Linked DNA regions of Zea mays: region 2 is linked to region 1. A link is a contact called in public Hi-C data. All regions are on one chromosome and are shown on one strand. The core of a region is the stretch at or near the end of the contact, and the rest is flanking DNA. Distances in the headings are between cores, read along the strand shown.

Region 1 (4,037 bases), core at 749-3,248:
CTTTGTCTTCTTTTTCTCCTTTTGGACTTGACTTAGCTGAATCCCTGGCACTTAGACAAACATAATTAGCACACAAAACAATTGACTAAGTGTCTCGAGCATACCTTTTTGCTTGATCCATATAGATTTTCATTATGTCCTCTTCGGAGCTCAATTTGCTTCATACACTTTTGCTCATATATCATGTTAGTTAAACATAATGTGTTGTGTATCTAATCACCAAAACAATATAGAAATGGCTCAAGGGCATATTTCCCTTTCATTTATAGAGTAGAGAATTTAATTTGATTATATCAAATCAATATAAATTGGGCAAAAATATTTGAATTATAAAAGACATATACTTTAGAGTTTAGTTTGTCATTTTATAATAGGCTATGTATTGAGTTTTTATTATATTTTTAACAAGTCAATGGACTAATTTAGATCAGGAGAAGTTTGGAGAGTGGGTACAAAGGAATGGGGACAGTGAATGGCTCCTCATCTCCATCCTCTTGAAATGGGACTATTTTTTCTGGTTTCGATCCCCACAAGGACTAAATTATCTTCATGCCCATTTTGTAATAGGGGAATTTCGACGGAGAATCAAGGTTCGGTCTCCATTGCGATCTCTACGGAGTAGTGAGGATGGTGATAAGAGACCATCATAGGCACACATGAGGACGACATGTTGAAGTAGCTAACTTCTGCTGGCCAAGAGAGAAGTTGATGGAAATTAGTATTTTTTTGTCAGCTATAAGCATGCATAGAGCCAAAAAGATCACTAATTTTAGTTGGCACCTTGTTCTAGCCTACGGAAGTTAGTAATTTTCCGCTGGCTAGGCCACATGGAACAAAAAATTGGTCCATTTTTTTTGGGTTGGCTTAAAAGCCCACACATATTTAGTTGGCCTATAAGAAATTCTTGTGCATGTCATGCCCGCTGCACCACCATGTTGCGTGCTCCACTCACTCTATTGCACTACAATTGTTGTCGAGGGAGGTGATTGGGGTTGGAGGTGATTGGGGTTGGGAGTGTGGGAAACTAAGCGCAGAGCGATTGTGACAATGTGAACATGAGCTCCTACTCGACAAGGGAGCAAAAGGGGTACCATGGTGGTGTTGAATGCGATTATCATGAGGTGAAGGTTGGTGTCACGATAAATGATGCTCGAATGCGATTATCATGAGGTGAGGGTCGATGTCACGATAGAGAATGCTCGGCTGGGACGTGTGGAAGCACAATAAGATTGGTGCGTCAAAGCAAGTCCTAGGAAGTTATGTTTGCACACCCAACGTAGTGTGTGGGAATGGTACAATAATATAATTTTAGTGCATTGAGAGTGTATTTTTAAACTATCAAGATTGGGAAGCTACATACGTAATTCAAAACCTATACGAGAACTTTAGATAAGTATAGGGAGCTAAATATGTAATTTGAAAGTACCAAGACCTAGATAAAAACTTAAAATAAGTTCATATAGCTCATTGTATAATTTAAAATTATCAAAACTTGGATGAGAACTCGATACCAATTCGAGAACTGCCAATAAAATTTACTCTATATTAAATAACTGCAATATCCAAAAGGATGTAGATATTGCAGCATAGAAATTGGAATTGGAATAAGCTTTCTAGAATTCTATTGTTTGATTGCATATAGAATTAAGATTTGGAATCTGAGACCTAATTCTATAGAATTGGACTATAACTAGAAACTCCTCTCAATAAAAAGTATCACTCCTCTGTATTGTGTGGAATTAGATCACATAATTCTAAACTCTAATTTAATAACATCCAAACAATAGAAATAAAATTACATCTTATTTTAAGCCAGGGTTGATTTGGTGTTAAACTTAATTCAATTTCATGTTTTCTCGATATCTAAACGGAACACAAGAAAAGATAAGTATGATTATTTGGAGGAGATAAAAAGCCCACGGACTACGGGCTAAAACGCTTCGGGCCTGTCCATTTAGCCATCCTAATATTTTCCATGCCCAACAACGACGAATATCAGGCAGCCCAGAAATGTCTGCTGCAGGGCTGCTGGGTTTCTGATGCCAAGTGGAGCGGGACACGAGGACACCACAAAGCGGTGAAGGAGAACCAAGGTAATCGAACCCGGAAGCGACCTTCTTGAGCCCGAAGCAAAAGGCACTGCTCATCGATCCGCCACCACGCCACAAAATCCTCTCCTACTCCGGCAGTTCTGCTCGCCGCCGCCTCCACGATGACGGAAGACGTGCAGATGAACGACTCGGAGCCCCAGCCTGCGGCCTCAGCTCCCGCCGTCGGGGCGCCGGCGCTCTCCACACTACACCGTATGCTCCCTCAATCCATTCTTCCCCTCCCCAAAACCCTAGAGTTCTTATGTAACATCTCCACGAAGATTCGGTGTGGCTGAAGCGGCGCTTATGTCAGATCTGAAGGAGATCGCGTCCGTGATCGAGGCCGGTTCTCTGTCCAAGGAGGTCCGCCGGATCTCCCGCGCCTTCCGCCTCACCGTCGCGCTCCGTCGCCGCCTCGCCGCGCGGGACGTCTCCGCCTTCCTCGCCTTCGCGCTACCCGCGTCCTCCGAAGCCTACGGACGCCTCACTGCCCTGGTGCCCAAGGTAAAATTCACTTTCCCGCCTCTGCTGCTAGCTATTGCCACTAGGAGACTGGTTTAGAGAAGCTAGGCTTTGGTACTCGCCAGATTTGTTATGTCTGGACCTCGCTGTATCCTAGATCGAACATACTTGTACAGTGCCTTGTATATTAATCTCACTATTATGGATATTGATTTGCTACTGCACAATTTCATTTTTCCATGTCCATTATAGTTGACATACATGTTTGTCCCCTGCTGTTAGTCTGTTACTTCTCATCTGAAATAAGCTAGTCATTCACTCATGCTTCACTTCTAGCATCCTTATTTGTGCATTTGTTATGTAGCCTAAACTTTTAAGACAAGAAGTCTTACCATCATGTGTATATTCCGTTGTCACAATTGGACAACTTGCATTATTCCTATGGATTATGTATGATTTGCACATGTGCGGTTGGATTTTCTTTTTTTAAACAAACGCAAGAGTGCTGCGTGTCATTTCATTAAGGAGAAAAGTAAGATAGGAGAGACAAGACTTGTCAACCCACGTTACAAGGCCCATGAGGCCAAATACCCAGACTAGGGAATGGCGTTCCAAACATACAAAGGAACAAAACTACAAAAAACTACCGCCGAAATACCTGCTAGTTTCCTATGGGGAACTGGCACAGGAGGAGGTCCTGTAGAGCTGATGCTCAAGCCAAGCACCACCCTCAACCGCATCTAACATTACACGTTGGACACAGGGTGTAGCACCCTCAAAAACACAAGAATTTCGGTGCTTCCAGATCTCCCAAGCTACCAAAATGATTAGGGAGTTAAGTCCTTTCCTTAATCTCTTCTCAACACTTTTGATACTTTGACCCCAGCAGTTCGAAAACCGTTTGCATCCTGGCTGAGGGGCAATGGCGAGCAGGCCTAGCTTATTGAGGATCATCGACTAGACTTGCCGGGCAAAAATACATGAGACAAGAGTATGTTGAATGTTGAATGCTCTCCTCAGACTGGTCACAAAGAGGGCATGCAGCTGGATGGGGCAGTCCTCTTTTGGCCAATCTATCAACTGTCCATACCCTGTTTTTGATTGCCAACCATACAAAGGATTTGCATCTTAAGGGAGCCCAGGTCTTCCAGACACACCGCCAGGGAGCAAAAATGATATATCCAGTAAAGAATGCATCATATGCCGACTTGCTGGAATAAATACCTTGGCCGGAGAGGCGCCAGATGTGTTGATCGGCGGTGTCAGGCTGAAGTTCCACCCCATCGACCATATTCCAAAGATGCAGATATTCCACTAGCACCTGCACAGACAGAGCTCCTCTTATATCTGAAACCCATTTGCGGTCTGTGAGTCCTTGTGCTACTGTTCTCTGTTTTAAAGCCCTTTTCGATATCAATTTGATCAAAGTTGGTCAGCATTCAGCAACAGTGTTACCTAGAAGCCAACAGTTGGTTCAGACCTTTA
Region 2 (4,182 bases), core at 1,004-3,503, 510 kb before region 1:
TACGAAGTGTTCTCTGGATTAACCCTCAAACCAAAGGATAAAGGACAATGACTACCAAGAAACCAGATGTCACCAAATATCGTCAACATCATAATATAAATTCAAAGAGCCATTAGTTCATCACAATCCAAACCAAACCAGATATAAGTTTGGAAGTAGCCAACATGCAACACATAGCTGCTCGAGAACAACTTATGGAAAATCTTAGCTAAAGGCAGTTCATGACGCTAGTATCTGGCATAGAGCAAAACTTGAAGACCACATCCGCTCTAGTCTCCCTTCCTGCGGAAAGAGCAGCCCTCAGTGAGCCTTGCCTTTCCTCCTGTGGGTTGGCAGAGGACAGTTTGGCAGCCAGGGCACACAACAACAGTCTGGGAGTGGCTGAAAACAGTGGTTCTGCAAAAAAAAACATTAATTAATCCATTACACTACCTTTCCACCAGAAGGCATAGGAGAACTTGATAAAACAATGAGTATAACTATAACACAATGAAATAAACAATATAAGCTTATGATGCTTAAATTTATGACAACATCCTGGTTATTTGGGACCTAAAGACACAGCAAATTGGTGATCATTATTAAGTTTTGATGGTACCAATATATTTTAACATGCTAATCCAAACTTAGGTCCTGTTTGTAGTTTTGTATTGACGGATGATAGATTACTCTGGAATTCAGTTTAACACTACCAAACCATCCATTTTCCCGAAAGTCCTTGAACTATACGTTCCACAATGCACAATGCGCGGAAAATTCATTGACACTTCAGAAATACCAAATGGAAAGACATCAGTCCACGAAGAGAAAGCGATCATTGTGATAATAATCTATTGAGTGTTTCTCCAGTTACCTACGACAACTAACAAAGTAAATTTTAATCAAATTGTTAGTGACCAAGAAAAAATCAAATGTTGCTGGAATTCGACAGGACAACTATCAGCTCCTGACCAAAGATGAGGAAATTTATAAACAGTTTTCCAAAACTCTAAATCCTACCTTAACTAGTACTCCATTCCGAATTTTAAGTATTTTTGGCTTTCCTAGATACATTTCTTCTACTATGCATCTAGACATAGTGTAAGTATAATTACACACCAAAAGGGAATCTAGAAAAGCCAAAATGTCATAGAATTTGGAATGGAGTAGAAATTTACTACTACACACTAGCCTTGTCAGGGAAAAACTCTAGAATTACAGAATCACTTTGCAGGTCAAACAAGACAATTCAATAATATCCATTCAACAATAATGTACAACTTAACAAAAAATAGCTTCTTTTATTTGTCTTCTACAACTTGCTATGTCAGTTTAAAATTGTAGTCGACCAAGAAAAACAATCTTATGTGGAATTGGAGCAGGGACAATTAACAGCTTCTGAGCAAAGACAAGTGAAATTTATAAACATGTTCTCAAACTCTACTCAATGCATTAAAATTGTAGAAAGTTTCTACTGTACAGTAACCATAAGTTAAAAACTGTAAAAAAATTACACATACTCATTTTGAAGGTCAAACAACATAACTTCATATTATCATGCAACAAATAAATAGCAAACATCTAACAATAGCTTACTAACTGGCTAGTTTCTTTGTCCCAAATGTATCAGTAATATACCTACTGGCTACAATTAATACAGTATTTACTAATAGGAAAGATATTTCAGTTCAAAAGAACCTCGGTTTAAGCAAAACATAAGCACCAGGGAAGGGGGTTCAATGGTAACCCACAATCAATCAACAATTGGCGAGAACTAAATAATCTAAACCTTGAATAGAATCTAATGAGGGGCAGAAAAACTTACATGCTGAAGCACCCCTGGCACTTAACATCCTACAATACAAAAAAAAATCCCAATTAACACATGGGGGATAAAGAAAAGGTAAAGGGAAAACGACCGAGCTAACAACCGCCGCAGAAACGGGAGCACGATAGAGCTAAGAACAAGTATCATGAAGGAGACGCATTAGGGCAAGAACAAGTACCATGAAGAAGGAGTTGGGCGACTGGACGAGTCTCTTTTTCTTGTGCTTGAGCTTCTCGAGTTCTGCCGGCGGGTTGAGCAGATCAATGTCGTTCTGGAGAACCTGCGCATCCAATCAATCTCAGGATCCGACCGAGCACGCTGGATCTTCAGTAGCGGGTAGATGAGGGGATCAGAGCTTACCATCTTGCCTCGGGCTGCGGCGGAGGGAACTGCGTTAGATGCGGCGGCGGCGGCGGAGGCGCTGCAGCAGAAGTCTGAGCCGGGAGGGTTTTGCGCGGACGACGTGATGGTTACTTTATACTAGGATCTGGAGAATCCCGACCGTTCGATCCAGCTGGCTCATCATCACGACCTTTGGAGTGACCCGCATTGCGCACAGTGGCCTGGATTATTGGGCTTGTCTCTGTAGCTGAATTGAGGCCCATTTATGTGACACTGCAAGAGAACTACAAACACGCTTTATATATGCAAAGTGCTACGTTTTTTATTTATGTTTAAGTATAAAATATAAAACATAAAAATATATATATTCTGTTGGCGAGATTTATATGAATTTAGGTTTAGAGCTAATAATTATATTTTGAATCTATATTTATACATAATTTTAGTATTTTTATAACTTAAATGTGTATGGAGGGAATGGAGCACGACGACGGTGGAGCGTGAACTAGAAAAACTGGTGCTGACAAGTCCAATGCTCGCACGTTGCAACGGCACGCAATTATATTTGATACCCATAAAAATTAAATTCAATATCAAATAGAACATATGATCCACATATCAAATTTTAAACTGATAAGAATAAATATTATACTTTATTTTATCTAAAAGGACAAAAAGGGTATAGGTTGAAAAATGAGCTCGACCCCTTTCTATAGATCACTCAGTCGCTCTTCCTTCTTCAACTAGCGAGGTGTTACTGTGTATAAGAGTGTTGTGTTGTACTGTTGTGTGTGACTTCTTATTGTGTTGGGCTGGGGTAGTTTCTCACGGCCCATCTATAGAGTAATGGTTCATTTGTGGTGTAACGGTCCATTGCTAAGTGAGAAAAAACGGTGGAGAGGAACAGACCTACGCGCTTCGCATATGACATACGATGCACGATCCATAAAACTATTCATGTAAAAAAGTGTGTGTATATATATATATATATATATATATATATATATATATATATATATATATATATATATATATATATATATATATATATATATATATATATATATATATATATATATATATATATATATATATATATATATATATATATATATATATACACACGTCACACAACGCTGTCGTGCCCATTCAACCTCTTCCCACCACCTCCGCCCCCTTACACGCCTGTGGTTCATCGCCGAGCAAGGCAAAGTCGAGGTGCCCATTCAACCTCTTCCCAGCACCTCCGTCCCCCTACATGCCTGTGGTCATCGCCGAGCAAGGCAAAGTCGAGGTAAGTCATTAGGCAAAGTTTAGGGTCAATTTTTTTCTAGGGCATCTCGAGTTTTTTCTTAATAACATGTCTATTGCTTTCATTATTATTCTCATATTTTTGATAAAATGTCACCAATATGCAAATCACCAATATGCAAACCTAGTTAAATATCCTTTCTAGGTCATCGTGATTTGTTGCATAGGTTTTATACTATCACCACTATGCAAATACAATTAAATCTTGTTTTGTTACAGAGTACCGGTGCATATCCATTATCTATGCCCATAGTTGCACAATATATGATAAAATGCACTATTCTATGGTTGCAATCATTCTTTCTACATCCAAGGCTTTTTTAGCTGGATTTTTGGTCAATTTTATGCATTTTCATGATTCAGGCATACCTTCACTATTTATGCATACAACTACGTCATTTATCCTATATGTTCCATTTTTTATACAACCATCATGATGTAAATCCAGTTAATATATTGTTGTACAAATTACTCTTAGAATGCTCCTTATTTATGTATTAGGTGAGTGCTCGTGCGTTGCAACGGTAACATATAATACCACAATAACTTATATACAAATGTGTTGTGTTGTTACGAGAAAATGTTTCGTAATCCATTTATGATCCTAGACATACATAAAATTTGTTATTTTAATCTATCTATTTCACCACTATATTGCAATCATCAATATCATGTAGACTTCTATATATGATAGTTAAGTGCCTGTGCGTTTCAACAGCACA

Evidence for each region. Hi-C and Micro-C count contacts between places; a contact is called where the count stands out from the background.
Region 2: a contact with region 1 is called in a Hi-C map of tassel, with 4 times the contacts expected there. The contact joins the promoter of LOC542617 here to the promoter of LOC100282792 in region 1. A contact is called at or near these places in 2 of 25 Hi-C or Micro-C datasets (ear and tassel).

The regions. Positions count from the first base shown.
Region 1 is chr4:224,051,773-224,055,809 of Zm-B73-REFERENCE-NAM-5.0, reverse strand. It overlaps LOC100282792 (26S proteasome non-ATPase regulatory subunit 3), which reads left to right and starts at 1,998. Exons shown (of 8, transcript NM_001155698.3): 1 at 1,998-2,303; 2 at 2,404-2,594. The coding sequence starts at 2,213.
Region 2 is chr4:224,564,482-224,568,663 of Zm-B73-REFERENCE-NAM-5.0, reverse strand. LOC542617 (ribosomal protein S27) reads right to left here and starts at 2,253. Exons shown (of 4, transcript NM_001112144.2): 1 at 2,168-2,253; 2 at 1,986-2,087; 3 at 1,805-1,833; 4 at 68-396. The coding sequence starts at 2,170. The coding sequence ends at 270. It overlaps LOC111591473 (U2 spliceosomal RNA), which reads right to left and starts at 2,832; the gene lies at 2,645-2,832.